Regions from separate parts of the Anas platyrhynchos genome. Here region 1 is linked to region 2. The links are chromatin contacts, called in public Hi-C maps. All regions are on one chromosome and are shown on one strand. The core of a region is the stretch at or near the end of the contact, and the rest is flanking DNA. Distances in the headings are between cores, read along the strand shown.

Region 1 (4,770 bases), core at 655-3,154, 80 kb after region 2:
AGAGGAAGATAATGCAAAGCAAAGCCTGTAAAAGTGACTGATACAGTTTTAAGGCCACTAGGGAGAGGGAGCAGAGCTGAATGAATGCAGCTGTCATGGTAGGCATGCTTTTGGGTTAGAGCACAGCAATGAGGCTGCGGACAAACATCACTCAGGCTTGTTTCCCAGGACTTCCTCAAGACACACTGCCTCCTCTACTCCCCATAACACAGACTTTCCTTCCTAACACTCCTTTCCTTTTTTTTTTTTTTTTTGGCTTGACTCTGACTTGACAGTAGTGATCTGACTTTCAGGCTGGCACTATATGGCCTTGGTCTTTCCCTTGGGTTTTGCTGCATGGTCTGTAACTTTCGCAGCCAGGCTGCAAGCTCCATAGCGTGCTCGCTGCTCCACCTGAATTTTTATACCTAGCTCTCTGTACTGTGCTGTGCAGACCAACCATTATAGCATGAAGTATAAAGCCCAGAGCATTATAGCACCTACACAGTATCGAAAGCACACCAAGGGTGTTGCACATATAATAACCTACTCAGCTGTAAAAAAGAGTCGCATACATCTATTACAAAAGGGTGTGATGTATAACTTGTATGTAAAGAACAACTCTTGCAACAGGGTTGAAATGCCAGCATAGCAGTCTTCTGGGAAAACGTAGTGATAAAAGAAAGTTTATTTTAATGTTCGGAGGATCTCCTGTGCAACAAGAACACTGTGTTGTGAGCATGCAGAGGAGAGCGGTGCCACCAAAAGAATACAATGACCCAGATGCACTCGAGCTCTGGTCAAATTCAGATGCAGTCAAGAATTTTAAACATCAAACTACACTTTTTTTCTTTTTCTTTTTTTTTTTTTTTCCCTAAAACATTTGTTAGCACACAGAAAGCCTCTTCACTTGGTGAGAAGCTGTGACGTATTTCTAAAGCAAGAAATATCACAGGCAGAGCTGTCACCAGTGAAAAATAATTTGGACCCGAGTGAAAGAAATGGTAAAAAAGATGTAATAGGAAGCCATTATAGGGCACTGGGGGAGGATGAGAAAGCAGGACAGGAAATGTTTATGCAGATAAAGGAAGCCTGCAAAACAACTACAACAGGGATCATAGGAATTTCAATCTGCCTGTCACTGAGTGGAATCGTAATTAGGAAATATCAAATAAGTGTGAAAAGCTGAAGACTTAACATAGCCCTGAATCACCTTTAGGCTGAATGTACAGCTATAGCTAGAAAAGTAACTGCCCCATAAAGCTCACAGCCTGGAGGTCCTTTCTTTTCCCTCTGACTCCAAAGCAGTGCGGGTCCGACAGCATCAGTTCACTGACCTTCTGGGTTACGCTACCGCCTCTGTTTTCTCAGGCTTTCTGCAGATGGCTGGGGGCCGGTATATTCACAGAGGATGTGGTTCATTTAACTTGTGGGGATTGACTCTTGTCATGTTTGTGGGGTGAATGAACTATAAGTTGTTGGGCAGATGACTCGGTGAGGAATGAGACAGTTGAATCTTCATCCTTCTGGATGGAGAAGTGGGTATGGCTTTTCTACCTCCTGAGTTATCATTAAAGTTGGAATATATGATAGGTTATAACCATCATTCTGGAAACTACAGCATACACTAAAAAAAGTTTAGTTCTATTTGCAGTTAAGAAAAAAATTAGTTGCACCATGTTGGCTTTTCTGAAGTGGAAACTCTCCACTGCAAAAGTGCATTAAAGGACACGAGGCTTTGGCAAAATTTTTATGTGATTCAGTCATAAGCACGTATAGCTAAGTGAAAATTACTAGATGTTACTCATGTGATGTTAAAGCACTAGGTCTTGGCACTATTGGTTTTCTGCCCATCCCTAGCTTTTGCTTCCCTTCTGCTCAGGCTGTGTGTATCCTCTGCAGGGCTGCAGGCCTGCCTGTTTCCACCTGGTCCAACCCTTTGCCACTCACAAGTCCTTAATGCTTGCCTCATCCAAAAAAAAAATGTGTTCTACCACTGGGCTGGCATAAATCAGGCAGAAGTCTCCTCTGATGCTGGACTTGAACAGACTCAAGGAACACCATCCCATACTTAGGTCTCCTGCCAGGAAATAAGAAGAGTTGCAAGAGTAACCACCAAATATTTATGGGCAGTAGTTCAAAGCATGCTCTTCTGAGAAGCTGAAGCTGTAAAATTCACTGTGCTAGACTTCATTTTTACAAAGACGCATCTGAACAAGCATCTGGTATGTTCCGATTCACAGCACGCGTCTGCTAGTGCATCATTCTGCACAGCAGTAATGGCTTTAAGATTCGTCCTGACTATGGTCAATATTCCTACTATCATGCAGAATTTTCCTTGGCATCTGCTAAAATGGGTAACACATTTTTATAGTCTTTTATCTTTCCTGGTCTCCGTTTGTCCTGGGGAAAGATTATCTCGTCTGATATTTCTCAAGACATAATTGTTGTGTCTGAAATCATGCTTGTTTGTGTAATAGGGATTGCACTCGAGAGCCTTGCAGGGTATTACAATGAGCACTGATTTTACAAACAGGCTGGAATTCAATAAGGTTTTGATGAAACAGTGGGAGAAGAGTGCAGATAGTAAATCCGCTTCCCTCTGGTTGCGTGTATACACTGGGTTCCAAAAGCTCTGCAGAAAGGTTTTCAGGAACAAACTTTCTCCTAGGAAACTCTCATTAGCAGTCAGCAGAAATGCCTGCTTTATTTTAATGAGGCCTTTCAGCAGTATCACACAAGTTTTCATAACCTCAAAGCTCATCTTTAAATAGCTGTGACAATCAAGTCAATTATGCTCCCATGGACCAGTTTTTAGTTATCTTTGGTTGGCTTCCACTAAAAACATGTTTGTGTCCCTTTGCTGTCAGCTGAAACTTTTTTTTTTTTTTTTGAATTCAGTATTATTTATCTCACTAATTACCCTTTAACTTGTTTTTGCTTATTTTTACAAATTTCCTTTTTTCCTCCTACTAGATTATTTATTTTTTTTTTAGGCTTACTACTTTTTGTTCTACTGACCTTTTGATCCCTGAGCCTATGAGGCTCTGGCATATTTTTCCTATTTAAAATACAAAAGGAGGCATTTCAGTTTCCTTTTCCCAAATATTTTCTGCCAGCAATTCTCTTTTGTATGATTGCTTAATTTGATTTCCCCAACTCATAGAAATTTATGTTAAAATGGGAGTAGAAGAGATTCTTTTGGCAGCCTGCCTGCTGAACTCTAGAAATGCCACTTCACATAGTCCGTGCTTTGGATGGTTGAATGACTTCCAGGGGATATTGCTGGGAAGACAAACCTGATGACTGAAGCCTTTTAATCTGAGGAGAGGGGAAGCCATCACAAATTGCTTCATCCTAACCATCACGTCTGCTTTATTCAGAGTGCTTCGTCTTGGCAAAGCAATTCTTTCCCTTTGCCACTTAATTTGCTGGTAACTGTGATAACTCAGCTAGAAGGTACTAACGGTGCCGGTGGATTTTGGGATTCTGACACGCAGACTACTAAACATAGTAAGCTATGCCATACAGACAACTAGACAGTTATTAGATAGTAATAACTTTAAACCTGTGCTTACCGGGAACTCCTTTAAGACGGGAATCTGGCAGCAAAAGGATGACCCTGCTGTCACTTCGCGATCATGTCCCAGACAAGATGATCCTAATTACGCATCTGAGAAGTCCTGAAAGCATTTTAGTCTTTCCAAGGGGAAAACAAGCTGCAGGTTTACACTCAATCTTTGTATGGAAAATGTTAAAATTCACAGCAGATTTCCAGGCGTCTGCTTCCCAACTGTTTTTAAAATCTAGGTCATTATATATAGGTGGCATCAGATAAGTCTCCATGGAAGTTCCAGAATGTTTTAAACAGCAAAATGGGTCAGCATTCATTAAGGCCTGTAACTGTCTAACACACGTTTTTCATGTGTGTCCAGTCCAAGGAAGGTTAAATAACTCTCTTGACCTCTTATTTAATGTGAATTTTTAACTTCGCATGCCCTCACAGCTGTGTAAGGTGGCATTTTTTAGGTAAATTCCCTTGCTATTTCAATCTGTTTGCAGTCTGCTTACCATCCAGTGTGAAACCTACACTAAACTAAATCCACCTGTCTTGTTCCAGACCTTGGCCATTCACACGCAGTGCAGTCACTCCTTGATTGTCTGTGAGCTGAAACGTTAGATGTTCCTCACGCAGTGCTGCTTCTTTGATTCTGTTACTATTATTCTCCTCTACGATGACCCAGCCTGGGGCTGAAAGAGCGCTTCCAAAACACGCTCCGCTCCCTGTGAGCTCTTTTATGCAAAAAACTTCCTGCACTCACATGCCTGCCTGCAAACAATTTTCAGATTAGCGAGCAGGACACATTAATCTAAGCCATGGCAGAGCAGGGGTGCAGGACAGTGCAGTCCTGGAGGGGGTCCCGGCCAGGTGCTGAAGGGGACTGATGGAGAGGTGTGCTTGTTGAGCCTGCCAGAACCAACACTAGGGAATCAGAGAGCCCCCAGAGCCAAGTATGTAGGTGATTTCAGAGGTTGCTTCATGGGTAAGGCACTGCTGCATGGGGAGAGCAGTGGATACTCTCAGTCTTGGACTTTCTACAAGTAAAAGTTATTTTACTGGTGGAGGAAAATGTTGGAGGTATGTTGGAAAATGCTGCCATAACTGGCTGCAGACATCATCTTGGGAACCTTTATCCTGGTTCCTTTGACCTGGATCGGGTCCACTACTTCTGGGCATACTGCAGTTACAGGCAGGACTTGATTACCTGCCTCAGGGGCAGAGCCACAGGG
Region 2 (5,402 bases), core at 973-3,472:
TACCAGAGGAATATTCCTCAGGATTTCTTCATTACTTCCTTCACAGCATTTTACTACTTTCCATCTATTCAACAGAATAGGCTACTTATCTTCTCCTCCTCCTGGTTTTGAAGGTACCACTTAAGGAGTCTCTGAGAAATTTAATCACTTGTAATACAATAAAATGCTAAGCAACAAATTTCAGATCTAGCTGGCCTGCATCTAATACACCCTGGAAATGCAGTTCCCTCTCTCCACCACTAGATAGAAGTCTGATCAAGTTAAAAATAGGAAGGGGTGAAGGATTGCATAATAACTGGAAAAATAAAATACAGAACATGGATATTGCAATTGTCACTAGTCAAAGGATTACACTCCAGGTGAATAAAACATTCTTAAAAGGATGCAAGTAGCTTTCAATCTTTGATTTTATCATTAACCTCAGAGGGAAAGAAAAATCCTGTTGCCTGAGATGTGAACCAGCTTCTACAGTTGAAATTTAAATGTGTTTGGGCAAAGACATACGTATCAGAAGCAATCCTGGCACTTTTGAATACTTATGTGTTTTTTAATTGTTCTATTTTTTTCTTGTTATGTTATTAATGCACCATCATATTTTCTCGTGTTCTAACTTATTACCTGGCACGCTTGCTGATGTTTGACAAGTCAAAGTAAGTTCGTCTTTGAAATTAAACATGGTCTGCAGTTAATTAAGAAGCCATATCTGGAACTTTCCATACATAAGAATGCCAAATTTGGGTGTTTTAGATATAGACAGAGAAAGGAAACAAAATACACTAATACTAACCCATGTCCTGAAGGAGCAATGAAGTATAAACAGCACTGCACTCTATTATCTGGCATCTGACGTCTGTTTACTCGAGATTCTGCGTTCAGGTAGTCCTCGAATTTACTGTCGATGTAGTCAATAACAGGCTGCCAGCTGCAGAGGTTACATGAATAAAAACCTGTAAGTTACATCACTTATGTAAAAAAGTCTGACTTTGCTAAGAATTAAGTGTACACTATTTCCCTATGACTTTTTTTTTTATTAAAAGAATTCAACACAGTATATTGTAAGCAACCAGCTCCTCAACACACTATCAAGTTACATAGCTGTACAGATACAATCTACTAGCTCACTGAAAAACCCTTTCAAACACCATTACCATCACTGTAATAGCATTAAAGAAAATCCTTAAAGAGAGTATAGGAATACACCAAAGGAATATACTTTCTGGTCAAATCTTGTGAGAGCATACAACTAGGTTTAGCATACTGTAAGTGTTGATACAGTTCTAAAGGTTCCATTCACTTTAAAGATAATTAGAGAAAAGCTGATTGTGTTTCAATCAAGTCATAATGGTAATAGAAACTACAGTAGTCTAAGTTTTCAGTTAATAGCAAACTGCAGACAAGTTTAAAGCCATGAACATTTTAACTGAAGATCAAAGTGTACATTTTGAAAAAAGTCAGAATGCATTGTCTCACACATACAAAAGAGATACAGAATTTTGTGGGAAAACACAAAGAATGTCTTACCAATTACTATTATCCACAGCATCTCCAAATCCTGGTGTGTCAACTATTGTAAGCAGTAACTGAACACCACCTTCTTTGATTAAAACTTTTGACTGCTCAACCTGTAAAATGAATGAGATTAAATGCTTGGCAATTTAGCCATTGATTTTAAACACTAGGAAAAGGATTCAATGAATAAGAAGTCTGACAAAGAATTGCTGACCTTTCTGCTTCAGAGCAAACTTGCTTTGCTTATAAAATCCAAATTATTTTGATATTTGTTGATTCATACATTTTAAATTTAAATCACAACTTTTTTTTTAAACTCAGTAATAGAACCCATCTAAGCATATAAAATGTCCCAATAGTTTAACTCCTGTTCAAAAGATGAAAAACTCTCAAGAAGAATACCGATGCCAGTACAAAATTGAGAGAGAGAAAGAGAGAGAGAGAGCACTAATCCCCCCTGCCCAAACAACCCAACTAGGCTAGAAATGTAGCTATACTCTAGTCCAGGTTATTAAAAAGATATAACATATTTGTTTGTCTGCTTTTAGTGCAATGCTTGGGAAAGGAATCCTAGAAAGTGAGGGTTTCCTGCTATAGAGGCAGAGAGATGGGAAGATAATGCAATCTCGCTGCAATCTGCTGTGCCAGAGGTGACGTGACTGTAATGGTTTCTGTTAGCTCAGTGCTCGGATGGAAGCCTGACTCAACAAGACAACTGCTGCAGCGCAAGACATGATGCAAGTTTTGGGTGTGGGAGCGCCTGCCCGAGTTGTGACCACCCATCTGCAGCACAGCTCCATCCTCTTGCAGGAAGCAGGTTGTGAAACAGAAAGCTCAAGACACATGGCAAATGAATAGCTAACACTTCATATCTCAAGAATTATCGCCAATGCCAGCATCAGGTGCATCTCCCTGATAAAGCAGCATTCGGTGAAAAGAGAGCTATAAGCACTGTTGTATCCGCCAGTCTGACCCACAGCAGTGAAAAAAAAGAAAATCACATTAGCAGTTTGGCTCTTTTGAACTGCTCACACATTTAATCATGCTTTTTCTGATATTAAGACAATTTCTATTAATTATTAGTGAAGCTGCTTTCTTGACACAAAATCAATAAATTAATTATGCCAGCCATTTATTCCTAACAGCAAGTGGCTGCAAATAAGTTTGCAGATGTTTACGCCACAGTGTTGCTTAACATACTTCTTAAGCCTCCTGATCATTACCTGGGGAGAGAAAATTAAGTTAAAAGTAACTAGGTGAACCCTTAGAGAAGATGCAGTAATGAACTTTCAGAGAGTAGAAACTTGGATAATAAATCCCATCTGGATGGCCTCTTTTCCAGCTCAAGATTTGAGAGATCTCCTCAATGCTACTTAAGTGCTTGCACATACCCATTTGCACAGCTGAAATGGATTGGCTCACAACCACACCTGAAACTTGTTGCAAACTCTTTGCAGTCACTGGTTATGTGATGCAACTCCAAACTACAAGATAAATTAGCACTCTGCAGAAAGTCAAACTAAATACCTCTTGCACAAGTAAAACACTGACTGTAATTAAGAGGATGTTCAGAAGCACAGAAAACAGCAATAAGTAACTCCAAAGAAGCTGGGGCTCTGTATTTAACCTCTGAATTTGCAGAACATTATTTTCCCCTACTTTTCAGCAAGGATCCTATCCAAGCCAGACCTATCCATTTTGCTCCTAGGTCTTGACAAACAAATACAGCAATACCATGGCTGTCTGAAGCCTGCGGTAATTATGAGCTGGTTCCTAACCAAACAAAAAGGCAAAAAAGAAAAAATCATTAATGCATCTTCACAAAACAAGAACGCCCAGCTCTGGGCTACCTGGGTAGTCAGTCACAGGAGAAGGTAAATTGGAGTGGACTTGGAGGTCACTTAATTCCATCTCCTGCTCGAGCGTGCCTAACCACAAAGTTGGAAAGGTTTAAGACACGATTAAAGAACAAACAACAAAACTGAAACACACAACACCCAGCAGCCTAAGACACCACCAAGTTACCCTTTCTATAACTGCACAATTTCTATCCTTCCAGAAGTGTCCAGTCCAAAGCAGCGAGAGCCTGGGAATGCATATGCAGCATTTGAAAAACTTAAGTTTTAATTGTTGTGAATAGATCTTTTTTTCCCTCGAGAGTGCTACAGAGAAATTTTATTGTACACAATTGATGCCAGAACTCAAGGCAGTAATCCCCAGGCACACAGTCAACTCAGCCAAGAGTTTACTACTCACAAGCTTTAGCACGCAGGAGATTAACTTCTGATTCCTTTAATTCTTTTTGCTCTCTTGCATGCAGTAACCACAGAGCCCTCACATAACGGAGCTCTCTGTAAGCATAAGAAACCTGTAACACTTTCAAAATATTGCAGATGATAAGGTTAAGAACTGTAGTATTGCCAAGTGCTACAAGGTATCGACTTTATTCTCTGGCACACAAATTCCCAGCAAAAATCATTAAATTATTACACTCTCATAGCAGAATGCTTATTCAGAAAAAGCAATTAATCAAGTACAAGTTTGAATGTGTGTTTACAACAATGAAAAAGGAAGGTCAGGAGCTCTGTAGAAATGCCACACCATACGTTTTTCCTGACCCTGTATGCTTGTAAGTGTGGCTAAATTCCTGAAGTCACCTTCTGACAAGTGGCCTGCAGTAACTGAGTACCTGCAGGCAGCACTAATACCTTCCTAGGTGGTGGGGATTTAAATTCTTACGTTTCATCAATTCATGCAGGTATCTTGCAGAGCTTTCAAATACCTACAGAACAAGAAACTCAGTGCATCTAGGTAAGTGTGCCGTGAAAGCATGGGAGACAGACAGACCATATCCACCACACACTGTAAGCAGCAGACATGGCTGGTGAGAGACAGCAGGTGAAGACCCTGCCATAGAGCCTCCGTGTCTTTCTTTCGTAACCTGGATGGACGTGCCCATACATGGTCAAAGGCACAGCAAGCAGCAATATCTGGCAAAGACCCAGAAAATCTCTGTAAACGAGTGTCATTCATAGTTAAGCATCCAACTGCATCCTATCATCTGGTTTTAGAAGTATTCCCAAGGGATTCATGGAAAACATTAGTTCAAGCCTTGGAATTTAAAACTTTTTAATGAAAATCTACTCCGAGCGGCCATTTTCCCATGCACTCTGGCTAGCTGGGTCACGCTGCTCTGTCCTCCAGCGCTGCACCGAGTCTTGTGATGCCACACACGTCACAGCTCGAGGAACTTCAGTGGGTTAAACAAGACTGCACCCATCTGACATCAAGTCATTTACTATTAGCTGTTTTCCGTGAAAGGAATACAAAGAATCTGCCTCACAAAACAACATGCTGCTGCTTTCAAACATTGCCCAAAATACAGTTTGCAATTATCTGAGTGAGTCTCTTACATGATGCCTAATCAATAAATGGTTCCCACCATGTAAGAACAGGAAATTATTACGACCAAGATTTTAGGATGCTTTGGTACCCTAAATTTTCTTTTGTCTGTTTCACCTCTACGCTACAAAACCCTTAGCGTTTTTCAATTCAGAAAGGTTTGCAGTGGCAAAGAGCACAGATCCCATGGATCCAAAGAGCAGCTTTTGCTGCTAACTCTTTGGTTTCACATTTGATTGGAAGCTGTGTGCTGGCAATTGTGGCTGTCTTGTATGTGATTACAAGGCTGTAGTGGCAGACTATTTTATCCTCACTTCGAAACTGAAATAAGACAGTTTCATCTCTGAAGAATGCAACATGTCAGGATGATTAGATTATCTAATTTTGCAACCAAGCAGATGAAAGTACTTAACTCGGATTCCAGAAACTCCACAGACAGAGCGTTCAGTTAGTTTTCCTTAGAGTGATCCACCATTAATCAGGGATGGGCT

The links. A called contact is a pair of places that touch in the nucleus more often than the background predicts.
Region 1: a contact with region 2 is called in a Hi-C map of skeletal muscle, with 2.8 times the contacts expected there. The contact joins two enhancer-like sites. A contact is called at or near these places in 6 of 8 Hi-C or Micro-C datasets (F1 follicle, F5 follicle, liver and 2 more).

The regions. Positions count from the first base shown.
Region 1 is chr2:97,217,742-97,222,511 of IASCAAS_PekinDuck_T2T, forward strand. The region is part of intron 1 of LOC106015329 (a long non-coding RNA gene); the gene reads right to left. Among named protein-coding and RNA genes, the nearest start is that of HERPUD2, 12 kb to the right of the region's middle. Within about 2 kb of position 1,905, at least 2 of the 8 cell types and tissues checked have an H3K27ac peak or open chromatin away from gene starts, as enhancers often do.
Region 2 is chr2:97,137,904-97,143,305 of IASCAAS_PekinDuck_T2T, forward strand. It overlaps SEPTIN7 (septin 7), which reads right to left. Exons shown (of 13, transcript XM_038174626.2): 3 at 1,522-1,622; 4 at 788-922. Among named protein-coding and RNA genes, the nearest start is that of SEPTIN7, 56 kb to the right of the region's middle. Within about 2 kb of position 2,223, at least 3 of the 8 cell types and tissues checked have an H3K27ac peak or open chromatin away from gene starts, as enhancers often do.